Linked DNA regions of Sus scrofa: region 1 is linked to region 2. A link is a contact called in public Hi-C data. All regions are on one chromosome and are shown on one strand. Each heading gives the region's core, a stretch centred on a gene start, on an enhancer-like site or on the middle of the called end of the contact. The rest is flanking DNA. Distances are from core to core; before and after follow the strand shown.

Region 1 (4,570 bases), core at 1,043-3,542, 51 kb after region 2:
AATCCACTGAGCAAGGCCAGGGACTGAACCTGCAACCTCATGGTTCCTAGTCGGATTTGTTTGCTGCACCACAATGGGAACTCCATTTTTTTTGTTTTGTCTTTTTTAAATGGTTTTCTTTGCTGTGCAAAAGTTTGCAGGTTTGATGAGGTCCCAGGGACTTATTTTTACTTCTACTGCTTTGGGTGACTGATCTAAGAAGACATTTGTACAGTTGCTGTCAGGGCATCTCACGGACTGACTTCTGATTGGTGGGTGGTGGGGTGACAGGGTGGTCTCTCAGGAAACCCAGTCACTGACCTTCCACTTCCCGCTGCTCTGGGGCCTCAGCCTGTGGTCCCCCCCACCCGCCATGCCCCGGGGGGGCCTTGGGTCCTCAGGACGATGCAGGGCAGTACTGGGCTGGCTGTGTGCGCCCTGGAGGAGCTGGGGCTCTGGTTCGTGTTGAGGTTTCATCCCTCTTCTGGCTTCTGTGCTTTTCCTTTATGCCCGAGTCCCTCACTTAGCAGCTTAGTAATGGCTTCGTCTGCTCTCTACACACTACTGTGACCCAGGCTCCCCCGACCCGTCCCCACCGTGGCTCTTCGCCAGGGACAGTCACCCTGAGGTGGCGCAGGAGTCAGAGCTGCCACCAGGGATGGTGCTTTGGCTGTTGCCCCTGAACCGCAGGGACAGCAGGTGAATAGTCACTGTCACTTAGGACACTTGGATCTGCCTGCCAAGCACTGGGCTGCTAGGATGCTGGGGACACACAGACCTCACCCCACATAGTGTTTCAAGCCATAAGCATTAATACTCAGAAGTCGGGGAACTGGAGTTCCCACAGTGGATTAAGAATTTGACTGCAGGAGTTCCCATCGTGGCTCAGTGGTTAATGAACCTGACTAGCATCCATGAGGTTACGGGTTTGATCCCTGGCCTTGCTCCGTGGTTTAAGGATCTGGCATTCCCATGAGCTGTGGTTTAGGTTGCAGACACAGCTCGGATCTGGCGTTGCTCTGGCTTTGGTGTAGGCCAGCAGCTGTAGCTCCGATTCGACCCCTAGCCTGGGAACATGCATATGCTGTGGGTGTGGCCTTAAAAAGACAAAAAGAAAACAAGAAAAGAAAGAAAAAAGAATCTGACTGTAGCAGCTGGGGTGTGTGTGGAGGTGTGGGTTCAATCCTCCATGCAGCTCTGTGGGTTAAAGGACTGCAGCTGTGGCATAAGTCAGAGCCTCAGCTCAGGTTCCATCCCTGTCCTGGGAACTTTGATATGCCATGGGCGCAGCCATAGAAAGTAGTAATAGTAATTGGGAAAATTCACATTAAAAAATAACCCAGTTTCTAATTTTACCTTAAAAAAAAAACCCCAAACAAAGCAAGGGTCTAAGGATGTCAGTGTGCCCACAGGTGTCTGGCATCTCCCTCGGCCAACACAGCTCATGACCCTTCCGGGCCTGGGCCTGGAGACACATGAGACTGCAGCTCGCGGCCGTAGGAACACCGTCCCCACGAAAGCAGCAACATGGACAAGGCCAGCATGTCACAGAACCCCTGGAACTGGGTGACACGTGCCCAGCCCAAACCCCTGTCCTCACCTGGGGCCCGCTTGCAGCTGGCAGCACGGAAGGGTGGTGGGCATAAAGGCCCCAGAGGGAACGGGAGAGGTGATGGATTGATGGCTTTCATCCAGGACCACTGGCCAGGTGAGCTTGAGATGGAGACTAAACAGCACAGGCACCACCACGTTTGTTTTCCCAGCCCGTGGCAGACATAAGCAATGGATTACAGCTCTCTTTCTCTCAGAACTGGGTTTTCTCAGTCTTGGGCCATGGCCGTTTGGGGCAAATCAGTCTCGGTGGTTGTGTGTGTGTGGGGGCGCTGTCTTAAGTATTGCAGGATGTTGAGCAATGTCCTTGACCTGGACCCATTCGTTGCCAGTGGCACCCCTCCTCCCACGCTGTAACAACCAAAAATGTCTCCAGGCACTGCCAGGTGTCCCCCAGATGCCACTCAGGGTCTGAGACAGGGTGGTTGAGTAGAGCTGGCCCAGGTGAAGCCTTGTTGCCCCCCCCACCATGGGGCCCGCCTGTCTGGGTTCACCTATCCGCACCCTGGCTCCGTGGCCCCCCCAGAACTTGGTTGCATCATATCAACACGCAGAGACCCCACTGGGCTCCCAGCCCTGCCTGCTGCCCTCCTCCGCCCTTCCTTGCAGGGCATTGACTCAGACCCTGGTGAGGCAGGCACATGTCGGAGCAGCTCCAGGGAGCGTCTGCCCCCCGCCCCCCGCCCCAGCCCGGTCTCCACTTAGAAGATGGAGCAAGTTCTGGTGAGAAAGAAACCCCCGGGGACTTGCAGTCTCACACCAGAGAGCCCGGAGCCAGGCTGGGCGGCCTCTCGCCCCTCCCACTCCCGCAGAGCTGGCGGCTGATGCAAGAGGCTGGGGGATTGCGCTGCTCCCCGGAACGGCGGTGGGAAGCGCGGGCGAACAGGCTGCCACCGCGGAAAGCAGGAGCGGCTGTGGCTGCCAGCGCTTGGCTCAGCAGGGGAGTCAGAGGGGTCTTGCTGGACCCGTGTGGGAGGGGGAGTCCCTATAATGCTGTGGGCAAAGAAGGAGAAGGAAAAGTAGGAAGGAAAATACGGGTGACCTTGCCCGCCTCTCCCAAGACACGGGCTCACAGGGTGTTGGGCAGCATCAGATGCCATGGCACTGCCAACCCCAGTCCTGACAACCCAAGATGCCACCGGGCGTCACCGGGGGTCCTGGGGTGCCAGCCTGGAGGTCCTGAGCTGAGCACATCTCTGGAAACCCTCCTCTCCCTCTCTGCCCCCAGGAACGCCCAGTCCCTCAGCCCCCAGCTCTGGTGCCCCCCCCCCCACGCCTACGCCCCTGGTCCTCCAGCTTCCCGGCCCCCGCCTCGGCTCTGCTGCCCTCCTGCCGCCGCATGTTGAGCCCCCCTCGACCCAAACAAACGCAGACTCTCAGGCCAGGCGGTCCCCCTGTCCTTGCAGAACTGTACCCGATGTCCAGAACGCTGTAGTCTCCTCAAAAGTCAGACTCCCCAGAAACACGGAGAGATGCCACCTATGTCCGCGGCAGGCACAGTGCCAGGGGCTCCAGACGCCCTCCTTCGCCCCTGAGTGAACCACGGTTCTTAGACAAAGGCCATTCCTCACACGGGTTACAGATGGCGAGGCTGCCGTGACTCAGAGGCCGTGGCCACAGGTGTGGGGCCCCCACGGAGGGCCTGGCAGCAGGGGAGAGGGGGCTCGGCTCCAAATCGGGATTGATGGCCAGCAAGCAGGTGGGGGCCTTGAATGGAGAATTAAAAGGAGGGAACATGGGAGCAGGAAGGGGAGGGGGACTCTGGCTGCACAGAGCCAGGCCAGGGTCAGACGTCAAGGTCACGGTCATGGGGGCAGTGAGGAGGACCTTGGGGGGTCAGACGTGGAAGGTGGAGGATTCTGGCTAAACCGACTGAGCAGCGTTCTTGCTAAAACTGGGCCCTTTCCACTAGGATGAGGCTTCCTTGAACAAGTGCTCGGAAGAGCCTGACTGGGGTCTGATCAGGACAGTCCCTGTCGCGGTGCGGTGGGCATTTGTCATGCTGTCACTGTTACTACACGGGGGGACGGGGGACTTGGGGAGGCCCGGTCTCCTGCCCAACCCACCCAGCACCGCGGCTGGGTGGACACATGAGGCCGGCACGGCCACCCTGGCCCCAGGATTGTCACCATGCAATGTCATCTGGCGAGGGAGGGATGAGGGGGCTGGGTTTTGTCTTTCTCTCTCCTCCCATCACCCCCGCCTCCCATCAGACCCCAAGGGGCGGAATACAGCAGAAACCCCGACTTGGTCTCTTGCGGGGGCGGGGGAGGGTTCTGGGGGCACAGTGAGGACACCTGTTGTCCCTTTAATTCCACAGAGCTGGCATCCTAGGGAACTCTTCTCCCAGACGCGGCTGGCAAGGGCGGGAGCCAGGCCCACCCAGGTCAAGGACACACTGGGATTCCTGCGCTGGGCGAGGGAGGGCAAGCAGAGCCGGGAGCGTCTGGAGGGCCCGTGGGAGGCAGCAGCACCTGGCCTTTCAGGTCCGGGCAGAGCGGGCTGGGTTACGATGCCAGGGTGCCCGGAGGCCAGGGTCACCAGCAGAAGGGCTGCAGAAGACACATGAACTGGCAGCAGAGGCCGCCGAGGACTAGAGGGTGAGGCGGGTGCTGGGCTCCAGGTCAGCCCCTGTTAATCATCCCCACCAGTAAAACTGGAAAACGGCTCCCCTTGGGCTGGGCGAGACTGGGACAAGCCGTGACTCAGACCCGTGCCCAGGAGGTGGGGTACGTCCTGACCCGTGAGCCCCGGGGCCTTGCTGGCACCCTCCCTGGCACCCTCCTCCACACTCTCCTGACACCCAGGCCTGGCTCTTCTGGAGCGTTCCTCTGGCTTCCTGTTTGACTGAGGTCCCCAGCAGCGAGGTGGAGCAGGTGTGAGGAAGGGGCCTCTTGACTGACCGAGCAGTGGATGCAGTGGAGGTGACACAGTGATGTGGTGGGGACGGTGCTGGAGCACCCATCCAAAACAGGCACTT
Region 2 (4,643 bases), core at 1,680-4,179:
ATGAAAACTAAGTAGAAACTGACAGTGATGGCGTAACTGCCGTGGGACGGTAGAAATGCCCCTGGGGTGTCCTCACCCTCCCGATATTCCGTCTGGCACGGCTTCCCAGGAGCCCCCACAGGAGGCACATCCCGTTCCGTCCTCCGCCGCCCTTGTTAGTGGTACTCCAGGGAAGCTGGATGGGACTGGCCCGCTTCCTTGCCCTGCTTCTCTGGCCTATCAGGGTTGTTAATTTCACGCTCTCATATGCAATTCTTGACTGCATCTCTGGCGTCTAGAGGAGGCACTTGCTGTCATGGGCCTGGAGCCAGTGCAGGGGCCTGCACAGGGGACGACCTGCAGGTGTCAGCGGCAGGAACACCAGGTGGAGGAGTTTGGGACCCTCCCCGAGAGCATGGCCAACTAACCGCCTTCCACGTGAAACTGAAGTGCATGCTGAGACGGTCAAGTCTTAGCTGTTGAACGGCCTAGAGGTAAAGAAACAGCAAGGGGTGGGTGCCGCAGGACGGGAAGTACACCAGCTGAGTTCAGGCCCTGAAGGATGGGGCTGCAGCCCACCTCCTGGTCAAACAAGGTCCCTTGCTCTGCCAAGCCTCCACATCCTCGTCGACAAAGAAAGTGGCACTTCCTCCATTAAATAAGAATGTGCACACCCGGGGCTCAGCACAGCGCCTGATAAAGGCTCAGGAAGTCCGCTCAGCCCTTGGTCTTCTGGCCTCCCGCCAAGCGGCATCCTCTGAAAAGATAGCGGGAGAACAAGAGCAGAGAGATGACTTTTGATTCCCCCCCGGAGCCACCAACTTAGACATCTTGCAAGTTAGTATTTGTGTGATGGACAGGTCATTGGACTGGACCGTCACAGATGAAGGGCTGGCATGTTGGGGGGGCCGGGTTTGACTGGTGGGATGTGGAAAGTCCAAATGACATGCCCTGGGAGCCCCCGGGGGCTCAGGGGGTTAAGGACCCAGCGTTGTCACCGCTGTGGCTCTGGTTACTGCTGTGGTGGGGGTTCGATCCCTGGCCTAGGAACTTCTTCATGCCACGGGCACAGCCAAAACAAACTAGCAACACTAATGGCTCACCCTGGCTAAACTCCCCTGAGATGGGACTCTAAATTCTTTCCCTGTGTGCATGTCAGCTTAATCCACAAGTATTTCTTTCTTTCTTCTTCTTCTTTTTTTTTTGGTCTTTTTAGGGCCACACCTGTGGAGGTTCCCAGGCTAGGGGTCCAATCAAAGCTGTAGTTGCCAGCCTACATCACAGCCACAGTAACTCGGGATCCAAGTCGTGTCTGCGACCTACACCACAGCTCATGGCAACGCCAGCTCCTTAACCCACTGAGCGAGGCCAGGGATCTAACCCGCATCCTTATGGATGCTAGTCTGGTTTGTTAACCACTGAACCACGACGGGAATGCCAATCAGCAAGTATTTCTCATCCTTTCCTGCTTCTAAGCCGGAAATGATTGGGTTTCCTGCACGTCCTCTTCTGATTCTGACCACTAGTACCTGGCCACACTTCCTATCCAGAAATCTGGAGTTCTTTAAGAATACGGCTCAAGGAGTTCCCGTCGTGGCGCAGCGGAAACGAATCCGACTAGGAACCATGGGGTTGCAGGTTTGATCTGTAGCCTCGCTCAGTGGGTTAAGGATCTGGCGTTGCCATGAGTTGTGGAGTAGGTCGCAGACGTGGCTCGGATCTGGCGTTGCTGTGCCTGTGGTATAGGATGGCAGCTATAGCTCCAATTAGACGCCTAGCCTGGGAACCTCCATATGCTGTGGGTGGGGCCCTAAAAAGACAGAAAAGACCAAAAAAAAAAAAAAAAAAAAAGAAAGAAAGAATAAGGCTAGAGCCCCTTCATCTTGCAGCCTACCTTTGGATATTCCAGCTAGATGTGGGGGAGGGGTTCTCACCGTGCTCCTCCAGGGAATCCCTGCTTTATCAATTTAGCTAAGCTTCTGCAGATTCCTGGTTTTCCAGCACCTCTGTCGCTGTTTCTCCAAGCCGCGCCCTGGATGCTGCTCTTTGGCAAGGAGGTTTCCCTTGGGATAAACATGGGAATTTCGGAGCCCAGGAATGAGCTCCCATGAGGCCTCCAGCGCTTCCCCCTTCTCTGAGTTCAGGACCCCAGGCCCAACCTGGAGCTTCCTCCAGGGGCTCCCGCTCAGTTCTGATCATTTTCATAGCGCCCAAGCCCCTAGGATGAGCAGATCCTATCACCTCAGGAACAGGAAGCCAGAGCCACACCGGGCCTGGGCACACTCCAGGGGGCAGGCAGGTCTTCTCTGAGCCCCAGAGCCTCCCCAAATCCCACCCATCCTGTGCTGTGGCCTCAGGTTGGCCCTGCCTTATCGCCCAGGCCCACACTGCAGCATCGAGGTCCCTGGGTGCTTGCTCTGGGCCACTGAGGGAGCCGGTGAGGAGGGCAAGGTGCCTGGCCCTCCACGTGCACGAAGCGCTGCGGGTACCCGTCCGCCAGGCTCGGTGGGACGCGGTCAGCACGCTCCACTTGCGAGGAGCCGGGCTGGGGTCCTCCGGTACACCGCGGGGCCAGGACCATCCGCGTCCGCCAGGTTCGGGGACGCGGCCGGGGCTCTCCACGTGTGGGGCACCGGCCTGGGTCTCCCGGGACCGCGCGGGACCGGGACGGCCCGCCACGCTTGGCTGCACGCGGTCGGCGCGCTCCACACGGGGAACCGGCCGAGGCCTCCGGGGAGCACTTGGGGCCCAGATCGCGAGCCAGCCGCGGCCGGACAGAGTCTGCACGCTCCACCTGCGGGACTGAACCACCGAGCCGGCCGACCGACCGCGGGCAGGGCGGCTGGAGGCGAGGGGCGGGGCGCGCCGCGCAGGCGGGGCTTGGGGCGGGGCCTGGCGGGCGGGGCGGGGCCGGCGGCGGCGTATAAAGGGCGGCGGCGCAGCACGGGCTGACGCAGCGGCTTGGCGGCAGCGCCGTGGGAACCGGCTGTCTCCAGTGGGCGGCGCGCTCCCGGTGTCCGGCCCCAGCCCCAGCCCCGGCCCCGCCCTCGCCCTGCCTGGCTCGCGCGGCAGCATGGCGGGCCCCGGCCTGAAGCGGCGCCCGCCGGCGGCTCCCGCGGCGGCCACAGAGGAGGAGCGCCAGGCGCGGGAGCGGATGCTGGCCGCGCGGCCGGCGGAGGGTGAGGGCGTGACCCTGCAGCGCAACATCACCCTGCTCAACGGCGTGGCTATCATCGTGGGCACCATCATCGGCTCGGGCATCTTCGTGACGCCCACCGGCGTGCTCAAGGAGGCGGGCTCGCCCGGGCTGGCGCTGGTGGTGTGGGCCGTTTGCGGCGTCTTCTCCATCGTGGGCGCGCTCTGCTACGCCGAGCTGGGCACCACCATCACCAAGTCTGGCGGCGACTACGCCTACATGCTCGAAGTGTACGGCTCGCTGCCCGCCTTTCTCAAGCTCTGGATCGAGCTGCTCATCATCCGGCCCTCCTCGCAGTACATCGTGGCGCTCGTCTTCGCCACCTACCTGCTCAAGCCGCTCTTCCCCACCTGCCCGGTGCCGGAGGAGGCCGCCAAGCTCGTGGCCTGCCTATGCGTGCGTGAGTACCGGCGGGGGGAACCTGGGGACGCGGGGAGGGGGAGCCGAGATCGCCGCGCGCCCGCGTCCCCGCTGTCCCCGCACTCCTGGACCATCCCCAGGCCGCCTCCGGCCATCCCCCCCATCCCCTGTTCCAGGCCGACCCCGCAGTTTTAGACCTAAGGGCCCTGGGCCCAGAACCCACGTGCGTTTCATTCATTCGTCTCCACCTCGCCTGGAATTCCGCAGAGAGAGCCAGTAGGTCCCCGCCTCGCGCCTCTGGCCGTAACTCGGCTTAGTCCGTCAGAGGCCTTGGAGCGGAGTAATACCCTGTCTGATTGCAAGGCACCCACGTGGAGCGTCTGAAAAGCGAATTTCCTGTCTGAGTTCCCAAATGCTTACTGTTTGTCTAGAGCGGTCGTAGTTTTTTTTAAAAAAGCATTCAAACCAGCTTATCAAGAAAGGCTGACTCATACAAAAACCAATAGTAATAAAATTCTGTGTGGGCAGTGAATGAGCTGCACGTTTAGGCAGCACCGTGGAGTCTCCTGAAGGTTGCCTAGTGACTGGTGGAGGAGGGGTGCTTGGCTGCAGCTTACATGTGGGTGGTGGGGGGCTAGGTTTGGGGTCCCAGGTTGGGCCGAAAGCAGCCATCAGGTGTAGCCCTAACGTTGGTGGGTAAGGTCCCAGAATGCTGGTGGGCTGTCTTCTCATGGGATTTCAGGGAAGAAAATCTTTTGTACTAAAAGACATGTGATTTCCTTATCTTTTCTTTGTTTGGGGGCCTCTGGCAGTTTTGCCCCTACCCCTCCGCCAACTTGCTTGCAAGGTGGAAGTGTCCTGCTTTCAGAGCTGCCACCCGCTTTGAGGCTCTGCCCCAAGCTTGGTGGTGCTGGCAGGGCTGGTGTGTGGTTTCCGGATCGAGACACGGGACAGTGTAATCAGTTGGAGCAGCTCCTGGTACTGTTGGGGCTCTGGAGCATAAGTTCAGCGTGTTGCTGGGGACAGGGCAGTTGGGGGGACGGGGGTGTCCCAGAGCTCTGAGGCACACTCCGGAAAGTGGTGACCCCAGGAGGCCTGAGACCCTGGT

The links. A called contact is a pair of places that touch in the nucleus more often than the background predicts.
Region 1: a Hi-C map of retroperitoneal adipose tissue shows a contact between it and region 2, with 4 times the contacts expected there. The contact joins the enhancer-like site here to the promoter of SLC7A5 in region 2. A contact is called at or near these places in 2 of 5 promoter capture datasets (fetal liver and liver), 17 of 47 Hi-C or Micro-C datasets (alveolar macrophages, blood, embryonic fibroblasts and 9 more) and 2 of 2 datasets of contacts at active chromatin or transcription factors (alveolar macrophages and skeletal muscle).

What each region holds. Positions count from the first base shown.
Region 1 is chr6:1,594,684-1,599,253 of Sscrofa11.1, forward strand. No RefSeq gene overlaps it. Among named protein-coding and RNA genes, the nearest start is that of KLHDC4, 30 kb to the right of the region's middle. Within about 2 kb of position 2,293, at least 29 of the 83 cell types and tissues checked have an H3K27ac peak or open chromatin away from gene starts, as enhancers often do. A contact at or near this core is called in alveolar macrophages, embryonic fibroblasts, fetal liver and 1 more, where this site is marked.
Region 2 is chr6:1,543,011-1,547,653 of Sscrofa11.1, forward strand. It overlaps SLC7A5 (a long non-coding RNA gene), which reads left to right and starts at 2,930. Exons shown (of 10, transcript XR_002344446.1): 1 at 2,930-3,575.